4 separate regions of the Mus musculus genome follow, and all the other regions are linked to region 4. The links are chromatin contacts, called in public HiChIP or PLAC-seq and promoter capture Hi-C maps. All regions are on one chromosome and are shown on one strand. The core of a region is the stretch at or near the end of the contact, and the rest is flanking DNA. Distances in the headings are between cores, read along the strand shown.

The links. Promoter capture Hi-C pulls out the DNA fragments that hold promoters and counts their contacts. HiChIP or PLAC-seq counts read pairs in DNA pulled down with a chosen protein or histone mark.
Region 1: a promoter capture Hi-C map of liver shows a contact between it and region 4, with 5 times the contacts expected there. The contact joins the enhancer-like site here to the promoter of Cmip in region 4. A contact is called at or near these places in 9 of 39 promoter capture datasets (the 3T3-L1 cell line, the C10 cell line, hippocampal neurons and 5 more), 1 of 15 datasets of contacts at CTCF or cohesin (the NIH/3T3 cell line), 7 of 484 Hi-C or Micro-C datasets (bone marrow-derived macrophages, cerebral cortex, cortical neurons and 3 more), 24 of 115 datasets of contacts at active chromatin or transcription factors (the 230-238 cell line, the SCID.adh cell line, T-cell acute lymphoblastic leukemia and 17 more) and 4 of 9 other capture datasets (adipose tissue, embryonic stem cells, liver and 1 more).
Region 2: an H3K4me3 HiChIP or PLAC-seq map of embryonic stem cells shows a contact between it and region 4, with 33 read pairs. The contact joins the enhancer-like site here to the promoter of Cmip in region 4. A contact is called at or near these places in 18 of 39 promoter capture datasets (the 3T3-L1 cell line, 3T3-L1-derived adipocytes, the C10 cell line and 12 more), 7 of 484 Hi-C or Micro-C datasets (bone marrow-derived macrophages, cerebral cortex, cortical neurons and 4 more), 20 of 115 datasets of contacts at active chromatin or transcription factors (the 230-238 cell line, bone marrow-derived macrophages, craniofacial prominence and 13 more) and 4 of 9 other capture datasets (adipose tissue, embryonic stem cells, liver and 1 more).
Region 3: a contact with region 4 is called in an H3K4me3 HiChIP or PLAC-seq map of bone marrow-derived macrophages, with 3 times the contacts expected there. The contact joins the enhancer-like site here to the promoter of Cmip in region 4. A contact is called at or near these places in 8 of 39 promoter capture datasets (the 3T3-L1 cell line, the C10 cell line, the HPC-7 cell line and 3 more), 1 of 484 Hi-C or Micro-C datasets (the N1E-115 cell line), 5 of 115 datasets of contacts at active chromatin or transcription factors (bone marrow-derived macrophages, embryonic stem cells and extraembryonic endoderm stem cells) and 1 of 9 other capture datasets (pancreatic islet).

What each region holds. Positions count from the first base shown.
Region 1 is chr8:117,436,500-117,439,199 of GRCm38.p6, reverse strand. Cmip (c-Maf inducing protein) reads right to left here. Exons shown (of 21, transcript NM_001163262.1): 10 at 2,281-2,634. Among named protein-coding and RNA genes, the nearest start is that of Gm39260, 15 kb to the right of the region's middle. Within about 2 kb of position 1,354, at least 23 of the 459 cell types and tissues checked have an H3K27ac peak or open chromatin away from gene starts, as enhancers often do. A contact at or near this core is called in hepatocytes and liver, where this site is marked.
Region 2 is chr8:117,409,289-117,411,988 of GRCm38.p6, reverse strand. It overlaps Cmip (c-Maf inducing protein), which reads right to left. Exons shown (of 21, transcript NM_001163262.1): 4 at 567-728. Among named protein-coding and RNA genes, the nearest start is that of Gm39260, 13 kb to the left of the region's middle. Within about 2 kb of position 1,443, at least 33 of the 459 cell types and tissues checked have an H3K27ac peak or open chromatin away from gene starts, as enhancers often do. A contact at or near this core is called in adipose tissue, embryonic stem cells, fibro-adipogenic progenitors and 2 more, where this site is marked.
Region 3 is chr8:117,054,054-117,056,753 of GRCm38.p6, reverse strand. It overlaps Pkd1l2 (polycystic kidney disease 1 like 2), which reads left to right. Exons shown (of 43, transcript NM_029686.4): 13 at 299-440; 14 at 1,716-1,892. Among named protein-coding and RNA genes, the nearest start is that of Gm15395, 23 kb to the right of the region's middle. Within about 2 kb of position 1,398, at least 63 of the 459 cell types and tissues checked have an H3K27ac peak or open chromatin away from gene starts, as enhancers often do. A contact at or near this core is called in the HPC-7 cell line, bone marrow-derived macrophages and hematopoietic stem and progenitor cells, where this site is marked.
Region 4 is chr8:117,255,622-117,258,321 of GRCm38.p6, reverse strand. It overlaps Cmip (c-Maf inducing protein), which reads right to left and starts at 1,303. Exons shown (of 21, transcript NM_001163262.1): 1 at 921-1,303. The coding sequence starts at 1,220.

The DNA of each region.
Region 1 (2,700 bases), core at 105-2,604, 180 kb before region 4:
TGTGTTGACATTTTAGAGGTGTCACATTCCAGCGATGTAAAAGCCTGCCTTGGGGAACTTGTAACTGATAAGAACAACACACTGACTGGCTGGCCACACGAACATCCTCCCTGCAGCCAGTGGCACCCAGAGTTCTGACTGGGGTTTTCTTCACCCTCACAAGGTCCTGTGAAGCGATGCCTCCGTTCCACAGCTTATCATCTTCTCTCCTTTTTCCTTTTATTGGTTTTCTTGAGACAAGACTGTAGATAACCCTGGCTGTCCTGGAACTCACTACGTAGACCAAGCTGGTCTTGAACTCATAGACCAGCCTGCCCCTGCTTCCCGAATACTGGGACTAAAGGTCTGCATCTCCACTCCTGGCTCCATCTTCTCTTTCTTAGCTCTCATCTGGATTGTACTTTACGCTACAGTTTACTCTCACCAAGAACCAAAGTACAAGGGGGAAAAATCATCCCATTACAGAAATCTCACAGCAGCCCTCCACAGAGGGGTACAAGACAAGGCAGCCGAGGCCTAGAGGAGACAGAGCACTGTCTCATGTTACTCAACAGATAAAGCCTTGTCTGTTAGACACCCATTTCTCGGCAACCTTGTGCCTGTTGAATGCCACAGTGTTCTTTCCCTAAGTTGTCAAGAAGTTAGCAATGTACCTTACCCTGACTCTTATCTTAGGACAGGAAACACTACCCTGTGACTGGTGCCTCCCACACACTGGGTGTCCATCTGTGTGTGGAAGTGTCTGCTCTGGGCTGGAGCTAGGTTGAACTCAGAGAGGCCACATGACCAGTTCATGTCACAGACTAGTTAGTGACACCTGAGGGCCATACACCCAGATCCACCACACCTAAACCTGCTTTCCTGATGCAAAACACACAGGAGCCCTCTAAGCTGCAGGGGGTTGTTGAGATCTAGCGAGTCTGAGAGCCTAGAGACTAGACACCTAATAGCGAGCTTGGTGGGACTCTTCCTGGCTCATCAGACTGGTTTTGTTTGTTGTTGTTTGTTTGTTTGTTTGTTTGAAGACTGGCTGACCTGGAACTCACTCTATAGACCAGGCTGGCCTCGAACTCAGAAATCCACCTGCCTCTGCCTCCCAAGTGCTGGGATTAAAGGCGTGCACCACCACTGCCTGGCTTCATCAGACTATTCTTAACCTGGACATGGCCTCTTGACCACTGACCCTGGGAGCTGCAGCACGCAGGAGGTCTGGCCAAGCAGGAAGGAGTACTCAATCATGAATGTCTGTAAGGGAGTTAACTTCTGTCAGTGGTGTGATGTCTCTCAGGCCTGCAAAGAACCCAGATGGCAAGAGGCCTGTGCTGTGGCCCCTGGGAAACAGCCCAAGGCTCTGGCCTGGACGGCTGCTACCAGGAAATGTAGCTTACCAGAGTCCACAGCCAAGAGCCCGGGGAGGCTTGGAGTGCTGTGGGTTTGGCCAGGAAAGAAACGAGACTCCTCCCTGCCTTATGGAAGCCCAGATCCGAGCTCAGTTCTCAGATGCTTGGAAAGGATTCTGGAATTTTTCTCCCTTTGGCTGTAGGATCTGTAGATTGAGTTATACCCTCCCTTGGCCTCAGCTGAGGGCCACAAGAGTCTGGCACTGATTTTCTGCCGGTCCCCTACTCCCCTCAAGGGCAACAGGAAGCACAGATAGATGATTGCTGCCTCCACTGTCTCCCTCAACTACAGGAGGGAGTACCGTCACAGATCAGTTAGTGCCACCTGGGGGACACGTACCCAGTTCTGTGTGTCACCATGTGTAACATGTATACACATCCGACTTTAGACACCATGGTCCTTATCTGGGAACACGGAGGACCCCAACATGTCCCACCCCCCTGTTCTGGTTTACGAGTCAAGTGGCTGGAGACACCGCCACCCTCTGAACCCTAACTCAGGTTGCCGTGTACCCACGACTGAGGACATTAGCTAAACGGCTGGTGATGTTACAGGATGCTGGAGAACCCTGACCCAAACTCCCAGATACACGTGCTTTTTGGTTTTTTTTTGAGAGCGTCCATTCAGTAGCTCATGCTGACCTAGTACCTACTATATAAGACCCAGGTTGTCCTTTAACTTGTAGTCATCCTCTTGCCTTAGCTTCCCTAGTATGGGGACACACCTGCCTCCGCACAGTTTGGTCTAATTGGAGCATGCGCATATACCTACCCCATAGGACTCAGGAGCATGCGCATAAGCCCCTTACAGAACACCGGCTGGCAGCAGGACCAGCCTCCCAAACCCCGCCCTCCCCACAGTGAGTTCCAGGGTACTCACAGCAGCTTGAGGATCTCCACGTGGCAACCGAGCGTGCGGCCGGCCTGGGGGCCCAGCTCGATGCTCATGGTCCCACAGGCTGGGCTGACCATCAGACAGTCAATAAGGTTGGGCTCGCTGTCGTTGCCCGTGCTGGCGGTCAGCGCCGGCTTGGCAGTGCTGGTGCGCTCCACCTCCACGTGGACCTCGCTGGAGGCCACAACCACCGACTTCAGCCGTGGCTCAGACAATGTGGCTTCCTGAGACACCAGGTCCGGGCTGGGGTGCAGCAGACGCAGAGGTAAGGTGGGCTTTCGGTCGCATGGCTGCTGGCAGCCGTTTCGGATCTCTTTCAGGCTGGGGGAGTTGTCGCGACTGGACGAGGAGAAGAGAAATGGCCAAGTGTGAGTGCGGTTCAGCCCTGGCAGCCGGAAGAGGCAG
Region 2 (2,700 bases), core at 194-2,693, 150 kb before region 4:
GGCCCCCTAGAGGAGGGGGGGGTCACCAAATAGACCTCTCACAGGGGTCACCAGAGACCACTGGAAAACAGATATTTACATTGCGATTCAGAACAGTGAAACTACAGTTAAGAAATAGCAACGAAAATAACTGAATGGCTGTGAGGGGCAGTGGGGGGGGGTTGTCACCATAACATGGGGGGCTGTATTAAAGGGTCCAAGTATCAGGAAGGATGAAACCCACTGCTTTGGGTCTTTAGAGGTCTACAGAGTTGGCACTTGACCCTGGGAGTTGCAGCGGCTGCTGTCAGAGCCACTATCCAAGATGTGCGTTTAACCTAGGGCTTAGCAAAAGTGACAGTCCCCTAAGCCTCCAGACAAGTTTAGAGGCCAACTAGAACCAGCAAGCTTGGTGAGAAACACTGGCTTCCTTAGTAACCACTGCAGGATGGCACACCACGGGTAGGTAGATCTCTCCTGCTCACCCAGATGGGGCTGAATACAAGATGGAAGTAAAAACAGACAACCTAGAGGATGGGGGTGGGTGGGGGGCTCGGCCGGCTGGGGGTGGGGGGCATGCATCTTACCTCTGAGAGCAGTTTTGAGACGATTTCCAGCGGAGCCTGGTTGATAGAATCATCCTGCAGAGGCGACGTGAGGGCCATGTCCACCAGCGTCCGTATCTCCTTCAAGACAACCTCCCAGCGGCTTGGGTTACTCAGGACTTTCTTGTATTTGTAAATCTTTTTCTGGGTGGAGAGAGAGAGAGAGGGGAGGAGGACAGAGGTGGTAATCCATCACTGACTTAGCAAACCACTCGAGATGACCAAAGGATGTCTCTGGCTGGGGTGAAAAGGGCCTGGGAAGTTGTCAACCTGGCCTGAGCTTTCCCCAAAAGGAAATGGATACATCAAGAAAGGAACAGACTCCATCCAAGGTCAAGGGTGCGTCTGCAGACAGGCAGGCTCCGAACGAACACCACCCTGCCGGAACGGAACGGCAGTTTCCCGCCCTGTTCCCAATGACACATAAAAAGGAATTAGAAAACTGTTTTTTTGTTTTTTTTGTTTTTTTTTTTTAACGTGGGGTCCTCCGCCAAACTCAGTCCCCAAGTCGCCAAACACAGTAAGAACAGGAATGTTCCCGGCCCACAGAAGGCTTTCTGTGAGCCGAGTGTCTTCTGCCTAGGTGGATCCTATGAGGTCTCTTGGCAAATGCCATTCAGACAAAGAGCTGGATGGTGAGGATGAAGGCCAGAATTCAGCTGCAGCCAGGTGGGGAGCGAGCCCAGGAGGAAACCAGGCAAGGAAAACAGAGGCATGCTCACCTCGCTCAGTGTTGCCTCCAAACCCGAATGGAGGGCAGGGCTGTGGCCTCCTGGATTTGAGGCACTCTTCTTAGTTCCGCCTCTCTGACATCATGGAAACAGAGTCCATGGAGGGCGGAGGTCCAAGCCAAGCACTCCCCTCCCGTCTCTGTCTCTGTGGCTGCCTGCCTGGCCCCATGCTGCCCCGGCTTGCTGGGACTCTCAACAGAATAAACTTCATCGCTTAAACGGATCTTAAGAGTCAGGACATCCCATGCCAATAGCTAGCGGAGGTGACATGCCACAAACTCTGAGTCAAACACTGAAGGAGGAGAGGGGGAAAGAGAAAGGGAGCGGCCCTCACTGATAACCCAGGCTCAACCTGAAGGTCACTGGGGTCTTCCTGGGACATTTCTGAATTAAGAATTATACAATGGTTTTATGACCCGGGCTCAAAAGGAAGTATCTGGAGGGCATATCCTAGCCCAAGCGGATGGGGATGGAACCAGGGTAAGAATGACTCCATTAAGAAACCTTTTCACCTTTAGGGCTCTATGTCCCACATCTCTAGGCAGAGAAATTCGTCCCAGTCTCAGAAACTCTGACATGTAATTTGTCTCTTTGGACACAAAAAGCACACCCGTCTCTTATCATGCACTCTGCTTTCCTGGTGCTACCTGCATCGTATGCATAAAACTTGTATCTATAAGCCATCTTTCTGTCTTGTTGCAGTACGGTGTCAAGCAACCCAGGGTGGTGTGGAACTTGCTGTGCCATCCATGTGCCTCCAACCTCCCAAGTGCTGGGATTACAGGCGAGCTCCAGCACACCCACCTCCCCGTGGTGTTTTTAAATTCTTCCCTCTCATCCCTTTCTTCCCTCGAGTTCCTTCATTGGCCTACCAGCCCCACGCCCCCCACCCCCTTCTCTCTTGACCTCATGGCTCCGTGCTAGAGCCTCCGTTTTCCACAGCACTCCTTGACCCACTGAGGCTGGCACCGGCTACAGCACAGAGGGTGGAAGAGAACCGAATCGGGTATAGGTTTGTACATTCTGAAGACAGAAGAGGCATGGCAAGTTCCACTGGGGCAGAGCACTCCTGTGACCATTAAATCGGCTGCGCTGACGAAGAGGGCGCTCAGGAGTGTGTCCCTAGCTCTCTTACTTCAATGACAAAATACACCCTGATCCAAATAGGCTACTTTGAACCCATCACTCGTGCGTTTTTGGCTGCTGGTGACTGACCTCCCACCTCTGCCCGCTGAGCTCCGGTCTCCGGTCTCACAGATTTCAATGTGTACTAGAGAACCACGCCCTTGTCAAAAGATCATTATTTGTTTATTTATTTATTTTAATTTCACCCCGATCACCAGGACAATGCATCCTCAGGGCAACCCCACAGCAGATTCCCCTTG
Region 3 (2,700 bases), core at 149-2,648, 200 kb after region 4:
CTCCTCTCCCTCCTCCTCCTTCTCCTCCTCCTTTTTTGGGGGACACTTTAATCCAAGTGCTGGGATTAAAGGCGTGCACCACACTGCACTTGCTCTCACCCTCTTCTCTGCCCTGTTTACTTGCCCAGCCAATTCCCCAGAGAGTTCACCCTGCACTTGTAGGTCACTTTTCTGATGAGCTGCCATTAACTCGTCAGAAAGAAATCTGACAGGCCCAGGGGCTCGGAAGCCACAGGGCTGAGGATGTCCAGGGGCCTACCTAACAGACTCTAAGGGCCTGAGAGTTCTTCCCTTGCAGGCTGAGCCCCTCCCAGCTGCCTGCAGACTCCGAGGATTTTGGCCACGATCACTGACCCTCCTTCACAGCAACTCCTCCGTGCTACTGCTGAACAGCAGCTTCCTGCAGACCTGGGGACCTGTTATTCCCATCCGGGTCACAGGTGAGGAGTGCTCACCCCATCTCTTGTTACAGGACCAGGACAAACTTGGAAACACTAAAATAAGGGGCTTTGGTCTGGCATGGAGCAAGGTATGGGATTTTCTGCCTACAAGACTTTGAGCAAAGGGTTTGACTTCATGTTGCCTCAGTTTTCCCACGTGTGGATCTGGGGTGATGTAAATGTCTGTCCTGGAATTGTCATGCAAGAAGATTGGCAGGATGCTGGTGGTACAGGCTGGTCATTCTAAGTCCACCTGTGTGTGCCACCACAAGTCAGGGTTACTCAGTGCTCAGACAGTCACAGAACAAAGATGGCTATGCTTTCTAAGAACACTTTCTTGGACTCTGTTACCTTAGTGCCAGGACTGCAGGCAAGCACTACCTGTGTGCCTGTTGGTTCTGTATTTCCTAATGCAGCCCACAGAGCAACCACAACCAGACAAACCGAGGTGGGCACTTGTGTGCTGAACATACCTGCTCAACCTCAGACCTCCTCAACCGGGTTAGGCCAAGATTTTAGTTGTAACCAATTAAGATTTTTCCTTTGTGGGAGGTGTAGGGATGGCTCAATGGTTAAGAGCACTGGCTGCTCTTCCGGAGGACTCTGTTCATAACTCCAGCTCCAGAGGATCTGTTGCTCTCTCATAGACAGACAGACAGACTGACAGACAGACAGACAGACAGACAGACATGCAGGCAAAGCACTAATGCACATAAAATAAAAAAAAGAACATTAAAAGGGAAAAAGATTCCCCTTTGCTCAGCTCTGTGGCCAGTGCTCTTTGGAACCCTGTGGCTGTGTCAGATGTGGTGGTACATTGCTGCAGGACAGACAGGGGCTCACAGTGCCGAGGGTATGAGGCTGAAAACAGATGACTTCTGGGTAGCATCCACCTGCTCCCAGCTCCAGTCTCGGCTCCTCCCTGGTGATCTGACTTCTGGGTAATCTGCTCATGTCATCCTATGAGGAAGTTATATTATTGGTTCCGCTTTTACAGACAACAGAGGTCAAGCCAAGGCCACTTAGATAGGAAATAGCAGAACTCCAGCCCCACATCTGCCCATTTCGTCAGTGAGCCTGGGGGCCTGCATCAGGGACAACTGTTAGATAGGAGTATTTGGGGGCCTACTCCAGAATCTCTAGATATGTCAGAGGCTGCTTGCTGGTCTGTAGAGCGCCAGATATCGTTGTTTAACAAGTTCCCAGGTCATCCTGAAGAGGGGTTAAAGTTTTGGACACACAGCCCCCTAAACCTAATGAATCTTCCCTTCCTAGCACTGACCAGCCACGCCTACGGGGAGGATACCTACATGATCAGCATGCTACCTCGACCTGAAGTGCCTGCCTGCACGATTGACCCGGAGGAAGGTTCTGTGCTGACGAGCTTCACTGTCTCCTGCAGCACTCCCGCAACCCTGGGCCCTGTGGAGTACTGCTTCTGCCTGCCCTCAGGTACCAGCCAGAGGCTCTGCTCTTCCCTCAGCTCCCAGACTCATCTTCTCTAAGAATGGGGATTGTCCATGTCAGGGAGATGCAGTCGAGTATGTTCTATAATGAGAGAGGTTGACAGGCTGAGGGACTCCTAAGACTTTGTCATCACCAAAGCACTGGCCCAGTCATCAGACCAGAAGGGCGGCATGCAATAGCAACATCTGCCCAAACCCAGCGACACAGTGACTTTTCCCAATGTAGGATATATAAAAAGGTTAAATGGATAAAGAGACACAATGGGTAGGAGCATACCAGGTCATAGTCCTCAACACACACACACACACACACACACACACACACACACACACGTGAAGGGGGGAGTTAAGGGAGAGGGAGAAGAGAGAGGAGAGAAAAAGGAAGAGGCAAATAGAGGAAGAGAGAGAGTTGGGGAGAGAAAGAGAGAGAAAAGGAAAAGGGAGAGAGAGAGAGAGAGAGAGAGAGAGAACAGAGAGGGAGGCACTGTGACTCTTTGAACATCTGAAGTTGTAGCTTCCTCAATAGCAGAGCTGGATCTGTCTCATAGAACCTTCCGCATGTCCACTGACCCTGACTTGTAAATAGCAGCAGAGAGTGGCAGGGTCATAAGACAAGCACATCTCAAAGGACATTTTTTTTTTTTTTTGCAAAGGTTCACAGAGAGTGAACCATCAAAGACCCTACCTACGCTGCATGCAAACCATCCAGTCAGCCATGACAGCCATGACAACCACGGCCAGACGGGCAATGGATAGGAAGAGGTGGGTGGTGCTAGGCAGCTCACTCCATTTAC
Region 4 (2,700 bases), core at 54-2,553:
GGCCCAGCCAGAGCCTGTATTTGAAACTGCCCTTGTTGGAAAACACAAAGCATCCTGTATAGGCCCTGCCCACCGCCCCCACTCCCCCTCCTCGACCCCACCACAGCTGTCTGTCCCCAGGAGGAAGAAGGCCACCATTTGCAGATTCGATTTCCGAAAGCAACTAGTAAGATCCTCCTTTCTCCATCTCATCCAGCTGACCTGGCCCTGGCCACACAGCAAAAAAAAAAAAAAAAAAAAAAAAAAAAAAAAAAACTGTAACAAAACAGGACGCAGCCACAAAACATGCTTACACACGCTCCACAGACAACGCAAGGGCAGGCTGGGCAGCCCAGCTGCTTCTACCCAGAGAACTCGACTATCCCAGGGTCTGAGCGGGTCCAGGACCTCGGCCCCCTGCCCCCCACCCTCCAACCTCCTAACGTGCGAAGGAGATTTTTAGAAAGGGCAGGCACCCGGTTTTGCCTTGCCAGGCCCGGCAGGGGAAAAAAAAAAGGGTAAAGGCAGGCTAAAGCAAACGCAGGAGTTGCTTTCTGGAAATTGTTGGCGCTGGGGGGTTACGGCTTTTATGGAGGAGAGGGTTGCGTTTTGTTTTCTCCTGTAGCTCAGATCCAGATGGGCAACGAGTTCAGAAAAGGAACAAACACCACTATCCTCAGGGCCCAGTCTAGGGTCCCAGACATCAGAAACGCAAGCGTTTAGGCAAAAGTCCCCAAGCGCTCAGCCCGGGTGGGCTAAGTGTCCAGGACACGAAAGAGGATTCCCATAGCCTGCCTTGGAGGATCAAGTCTAGAGGTTCCAGCCCAGCCCCGTGCGCAGGCCGGGACTAGGGGGCCGCGCGCTCGGAGACAAGCAGCGGGGCGCCTCGGTCCCGAGGGACCCCAGCTTGGGAAGCCCCACGGCCACGCAGGGCCACTCACCGTGGCGGATGCTAAGCTGTTGTCGGCCAGCGTTAGGTGGTGCGGCTCCCAGCGCCTCAGGAATTTGGAGGTGAGGATCTTGCTGAGAAAGGTCCGAGGGTGCCGGATGACACAGACCTGAATGTCGCCCTCCTGCAGCAGCTTGTACCTCATCCCGTTGCAAAGCAGCAGGGCCCGGCGGCAAGGCACGGCGCCCATCACCTTGGTGCCCTCGGGGCCAGACACGTCGCTCCCAAGCAGCGGCTTGGTCTCCTCGATCTGCCGGGGGTCGCCGCCGCCCGAGCTGCTCGTCACATCCATGGCCGCGCCGGGGCGGGGGCCGCGCGCGCGATCGCGGCTGGCGTGGGGCCGGGCCGGCGGGGCCCCCGCGGAGGGCCCGCACCCCCCCACCGCCGGGAAGGTGGGGGGGCGTGGGCTGGGGGCGCCCCGCGGGGACGAACGGGAGCGCGCGGGGGCAGGCGGGGGCGCGCGGGGCGCTTCCTGGGCTGCTTCCTTCTAGCTGCTGGGGCGCATGCCGGCGCGAACGGGTTGGCGACTGCGGCGAGGGCGGCGGGCGATCGCGGGGCGCAGAGAGGATCGGGTCCTCGGGGGGCGGGGGCGGCGCCGGGGACGGCGGGCGCGGGCGTGTCTCGGCCTCGCGCGGGCGCGCTGTGCGGTGCGTGTGTCCGCGTCCGTCCGCGAGTGTGTGCTGCGGGCGGGGGCCGCGCCGGCTGCCGGGGAGATTGCGGGAGGCTGGCGCGCGCGATTGGTCCCCGCGGGGTCATGTGCCCGCCCTCTGACGTCAATGGCGGCAACAGCGGCTTCGGCCTCCCCGGGGCGGGCGGAGTCCGGGATGGGCCGGGCCCCGGGCGGGGACTTGGTGGAGGCGGGCGCGGCCCGACGGGAGGGGCGGCCCCTGGGGAGGGGGCCGGGGTTGGGCAAGCGTCGACAGTCCCCGCGCCGCGCCCCGGAATGTGGGTAGTGTTCGAGGGGACGTCACGCGGGCCGCGCCCCCGAGGGTGCACAGCTGAGCACTAGCCCTGCGCCCCTAACCACCACGCCATCCTGGGCCGGGCTTGGGAAATAAAGTCAGCCCCATGACCAAGAGGATGCCGACCAGTACTTCCCCTTCCTAGTCCAAGACTGGGCCGAAAGCTGGGGTTCTGCCCGCTGCACCCCTGACACCGCCTTTCCAACACAAGCTGCTTCCCCAGGGATGGCCAGATGGGTCCACAGAACAGTTTCTTGGGGTTGAAACTATCCCGCTCCACAGAGCTATGCATGGTCGCTCACCACTACAAGCTCAGTACTCAGGGGGGGCTGAGGCAGGAGGATTGCTGTGGGCGCAAGGCCAGTTTGAGCTACATAGTAAATTTCAGGCCAGTCGAGACAGAAGGCCCTGTTTTTAAAAACAAAATAAGATAAATAAATAGGACTGGGGGTGTACCTCAGTTGTCAGGAGAGTGTTTATCTACCATGCACAAGACCCTAGATTGGTTCTCGGACACTACATCACTACCTAACCCCACAAGGTGGCATGAGCATATAATCCTAGCTCTAAGGAAGTTGGAAGCAAGCACTTGAATTCAAGGTCATCTTTGGCTGTGCGTTCGAAGCCAACTTGTAGTATATGTCTGAGAAGAGAAGAGAAGAGAAGAGAAGAGAAGAGAAGAGAAGAGAAGAGAAGGGAAGGGAAGGGAAGGGAAGGGAAGGGAAGGGAAGGGAAGGGAAGGGAAGGGAAGGGAAGGGAAGGGAAGGGAAGGGAAGGGAAGGGAAGGGAAGGGAAGGGAAGGGAAGGGAA